2 separate regions of the Bombyx mori genome follow, and region 1 is linked to region 2. A link is a contact called in public Hi-C data. All regions are on one chromosome and are shown on one strand. The core of a region is the stretch at or near the end of the contact, and the rest is flanking DNA. Distances in the headings are between cores, read along the strand shown. Region 1 holds the start of LOC101741505 (cyclin-dependent kinase 14). Region 2 overlaps LOC101741505 (cyclin-dependent kinase 14).

Region 1 (2,705 bases), core at 17-2,516, 56 kb before region 2:
TCGCCTTCTCCATGGCAGACACAGTAGCTCGCATATCACTCACAGCTCGACCTCGAAATGTTTCCACTTCATGATAAAGCCTTAGCAATGGCGATCTAATTGATAGCCGCTGCTGCCCACAGTATGATATCGCTTTTCCAGCGGAAATCATGTGTTTCCCTGACGCGTCAGCGTTTTTTCCAGAATCTCGGAGAAATTTCCCCAAAGCATTTTCTTCTTGAGCCAGAATACATATTCGCTCTTGGTATTGGTCTAATACGCGTTGTAATTGCAAACAGCTGTCAGATATTGATCGGAATAACTCTAATTTCGCGTCCAGTTCGGCGTCGGAAGAAACGATACATTCGTCTTCTTTAGTTCCCAGCTTTTTCAGAACAGTCTTTTTAGTAACCCAATATTGATGCTGCATCATCTTCACTGTACTGATACTTTGATTTGTTTCTGTCGTATTATCACAAATTAAAAGTTTTTGAAATTGCCGAAAATAAAATATTATCAATAATTTTCATATCATTTGTATTTGCAATGACAGGAACCATAGATAATGCACTTAACAGAAACTGACAATGACACTTTCATGTTCCAATCCAATGCACATAAAAATAAATGTTTAATTTACAACGATAAAAAGCAAAACAAAGCTATATTTATATTATATTTCATTATATGATACACAACAGTAGCAATGGTGTTTGGTAATTGTTTATTTCAATACCAAACAAAAAAAAACATCTAAAAGGCTGAGTGGATCTTGAACATTCTGGAATGAATGAAAGTTTTTGTTATTTATAACCGATATATCTTGAGAAGGAGTGCTCTGAGGAATTTTTTGAGATGATATCATCGTCTCGTTTTTAACAATCGCACCGCCCGCCACTAGAGTAGATTTCGTCTATACTTGGTACTATTATTATAGCCACTGCGTTAATTCACTATCAGATGGACCGTATGCTCGTCTGCCTGCACGGGCAATAAAATAATATATTTTACACCTAAAATATATGTCGACAAACTACTTGCACACTAGAATAATTATTAGACATTTGTTTGCAAGCCAGTTTTAACATTGGCATTATATATAAACAAAAAAAAAACAAAAAGATTAGATCGGATTTGTCATAGTCAATTTATGGTTCAATTTACATCCAGTTTAATAATTACATTGAATTATGAATTTTCTTTGAAATCTCTATAGTATTATAGCTTTTTCAAATGCTAACCTTTGCTCTGGTTAAATTAAAAATGGTAAGCCAAGTGAAAAATTGTCTATGATATGATATTTACAACCGGAATGTGGAATGGCTGCCGCGTTTCGTGTCCGTCAATCTAATGTTTATCAAACTATTTCGAAAATAATATGTGTTATTTTTTTAGATGAGAACCACTGTTCCGCCACAAAAGTGTGATAATAATTAAAATGTACTGTGCTAGTGATAAAAATGTTCCCGGGGTATCGTCTTCGCAATCTTCGAAAAACGTCAAAGATGGTAAGTTTGTCGTTGATCAAATTTGTTTTTTTTTACAGGTTATAATTATCGGTATATTTAAGTTTGTTTATATTATTATTTAAAATTGCTGCTATTATGTGTTTAATATTGCAAGAGGATCTTATAAAGGTAATCTGCTTCGACTAGGCTTAAAAAAGTTTTGAAAGTGAAGAGAAACTTTCGAATAAGTGATATGAATTGAGAATAGAATTCGAAACTTTTTAACAAACGAAGGTGCCTAAACTAGAATCCTACTGTTGATTAATTGTTACAGCAAGCTTAGGCATAATATGAAGAAAAAATATAGTTAAATAGTTTTGAATATATTTTTATCAGTTATTGTTTGGGAACTGTATGTACAGAAATGACGGATGGACTTAAAACAAACTTTCGGCCCTATGAATACGGTTCAATTCGTTGTTTTTCATTTTTATGATATACGACCTCATGTTTTTGTTATCGAATTAGTTTGGTTTGATCAATATAAAATTTAATATCTTTTAAATATGTTATGAAATAAATTAGTGATTGATATTTTTTTCAAATGTAGTGTAGGTAAGTCATTAAAAGTTCACAAAAAGAGTACAATACGAAAATTTGCTTAAAATTTATATTAGTGATTTTTGGTATTTTCTTCGCGAGTTATAGACACAAAACTACTTTTACGGTTAGTAATTTATATTTTGTTGATTAAAATGTCAACATTTAATCTCACTACGCACAAACAAATGTTCATGATTGATTTCCACGGTGAAGAAATAACATCGTGCAATGAAAATCATGCCCGCAAAAATTCTAATTTGCGTAATTACTGATGGTAGGGCGGTTTGTGACCCCCTCGGGCAGGTACCACCACCCTGCCTATTACTGCCGTGAAGAAAGAACGCGTGTCTGTTTGAAGGGCGGGCAGCCTTTGTACTGGAACAACTAGAACTCAAGGTGGGTGGCGGCATTTACGTTGTTGATGTTAATGGGCTCCGGTAATGACTTCACACCAGGTGGACCATGAGCTCGTCCACCCATTAGAGCAATTATTAGAGCTTAGGTAGGAAAAAAAATGTGAGCCGTCACGGGCCGCCTGGCAGATGTGAAACATCGACATTATTTTGTAAAAGTAATATGCAAAAAAGAACAGATCGTGATAGGAACTAAATATGTCATAATGATAAAATAAAATATTACGAAAAAATAATTTGTTTTCAAGTAAAACACAGAGAG
Region 2 (2,700 bases), core at 192-2,691:
TAACACTTGCACTGTACGATGTCGTGCATATATAAACTTTTATATGTTCCTAATACTTGGTTTCGTTTTAAAAAATAAACAATCTAATAAATAAGAAATAATACTACGGCCAAGACAAGCCCGCACGGTTACATTACATTGATATTCTGAGCGGCCTGATACTATCTTTGGTTTTTGTTGTAGCTCGTAAATCAAAGATTTTCTGTATTCTTTACACATTTTCGGACATGTGGTGCAACGGATTTAGTTTAATACTATACGTGCCAAAAGTTAAATTCGATTCTGTTGGAATATTTGAAAAAAAAAAAAAATCAATAACAAAAAGTAATGGCGAGTACCCTCGAAAATGTTACATGTCTAGAAGAAAATACATATTTTTTTTAAACAGACAACATACGATATGTTGATATTTTATTGATTATAGATGGGTGGATGGGCTTATTTCCCACTCGATATTAAGTCAATACCGTAGGCCACATTCACGTTGTGATAAGACACCGGAACATGAAAGTTGCTTGGCTTGAGAAATAGGGTTGAACACTCATTATGTAACTGCTTTCACGCCCTTCAAACCGACGTTATTGCTGTTAGCGCGTATTATGAGTCCGCACGAATATATACCATCATGTTTTCTTCTGGGAAACAGTTATGCACCGTTCAGTGTGCTTAGTGCGAGTTTTTTAACGTTCTCGATAGCGTAAAAGTTAACTCAAATTTGTATGCAATTGGAACAGCGCCTCTAGCGGCAAACGAAGGCGAACATTCTAACTCAATACAAATCATATCTTATACCTTTAAACGAGCAATTCTTGTATATTAATATATATGTATAATCTGAATCTCGGAAACGGCTTCAACGATTTTCATAAAATTTAGTATACAGGGGATTTCGGGGGCGATAAATCGATCTAGCTACAATTTCCTTTCAGAAAATGTTGTTTTATTCGTGTTTTCGATAATCAACACTTCCCGACATCTATTGGCGAACAATAATACTATTTTTCTTAATTGAGGGCAACTAACCGCTTTAAAGACACAACAAGATGGCGTTATCATCTAGTTTAAGTTAACTTTTACGCCATCGAGAACGTTAAAAAACTCGCACTAAGCTCAGTTTAAATAGCGAAAACGTAAACCTGTTACAAATTTAATGAAAATTTCGACAACAACTATTTAACGCTAAGTGCGGTGTGAGCTCGTCTAATACATAAATAAATTCAAATATATCGCTTTATTACAATCAAATTTAAATTAAGCCAGCTATTAAAATTTTGTAGGAAGCACGTGTAAAAGACAAAACTATTTTGATTATAACTGTTGTGTTTTGTAATTAAAACCGTTCGTGACTTATTAATTGTTTTCCGTGATATCTTAGGAATGTAATAATAATTAATTTGTGCTCGATACACTGCGGATATAACAATAGGATCATTAGCTTCCTTTATTGGTTTGTTTATCATCATAAACTATAACATTGTTATTGAACGAACGAGGAATACTTTATACGAGATTTTAAAGTACAAACAATAGAAGTGAGTCTAAGATATATTAATCATATATTAGTTAATTTAGTTTTCATCTCTTCAGAAGATTAAAACTTACGGATACAATTCGAAAGAACATCATAACATATTTTTTATATAAATACTAGCGACCCGCCCTCGCTTCGCTTCGGAAACTGTAATTTATTATTGATTTCTCCACTATTTAATGGATGTTATTATACCTACATATAAACCTTCCTCTTCAATCACTCTATTTATTAAAAAAACGGCATCAAAATCCGTTGCTTAGTTTTAAAGATTTAAGCATACATAGGGATGTAGGGACAGAGAAAGCGACTTTGTTTTACATTATGTAGTGATATTACAAACACTCATTTTTTCAATAGGTATATATATCGACAGGATCAGGTAGGACGTATGCTCGTCTGCTTACGATGGCCATAAAAAAACGAAGGATGTTTCACGTCCGATGCAATAAATGTCAAATTTCTTCTTTCAAAATGTTACCGACACGTATAGTGAAAGCATTTTATCCACAAATGCATAGAACTATGCCACTGTTGATTTTTTTACAGCAGTCGACATTGGTAAACGAGAAAGCTAACATTTAGCCGAGTGACTCGGTGGCGGTGGTAGTGCCCCTGGGTGCTGGTCGGGTCGTGGTTTCATACCATATTGGGAATACATACTTGTGACGAATAGATTTGTTTGCTCTCTGTCTCGGTGTTAATGGAAACACATATTTGACAGATGCTTGAATCTCGCTTACGACATTTTCAAGATAAGCTTGCATATTATTATATACAAGTTCCGAATAAAAACAGTCCGACCGTCAGTCTACCGAGCAATATCACACGGTCGGTGGAAGATCTTACCTTCGTCTTTTAAGCCCCCCACAGGTATAATCATATCCCATAGTTTCCATATTACACATAGAATCCCAGTTTGGGTCCAGACAACATTCAGACAGAGAACATTCTTTACGTTTTGCAAACATGACTCAGGAAACGTTAAAACAATGCTATCCATCTCTAAGGAGCGGCACGGATACGTAGTTGGATATGTCGAAACAATGTTTCAACCTCAACGATCAGCTGACAGCGATTTCTAGTACACTTGAAGGTACTGTCGCACTGCGGACAGAGGACGTAATCGAGTCGAGTACTCTACACACACACTAATGGATGCAGTAAAC

What was found. Hi-C and Micro-C count contacts between places; a contact is called where the count stands out from the background.
Region 1: a contact with region 2 is called in a Hi-C map of whole pupa, with 2.4 times the contacts expected there. The contact joins the promoter of LOC101741505 here to the enhancer-like site in region 2. A contact is called at or near these places in 3 of 7 Hi-C or Micro-C datasets (midgut and whole pupa).

What each region holds. Positions count from the first base shown.
Region 1 is chr11:9,300,932-9,303,636 of ASM3026992v2, reverse strand. It overlaps LOC101741505 (cyclin-dependent kinase 14), which reads left to right and starts at 1,266. Exons shown (of 11, transcript XM_038013646.2): 1 at 1,266-1,487. The coding sequence starts at 1,418. It overlaps LOC101741365 (islet cell autoantigen 1), which reads right to left and starts at 834. Exons shown (of 4, transcript XM_004931533.5): 1 at 1-834. The coding sequence starts at 412.
Region 2 is chr11:9,244,787-9,247,486 of ASM3026992v2, reverse strand. All of the region lies in intron 3 of LOC101741505 (cyclin-dependent kinase 14), which reads left to right. Among protein-coding and RNA genes, the nearest start is that of LOC134199677, 3.9 kb to the right of the region's middle. Within about 2 kb of position 1,441, at least 1 of the 8 cell types and tissues checked has open chromatin away from gene starts, as enhancers often do.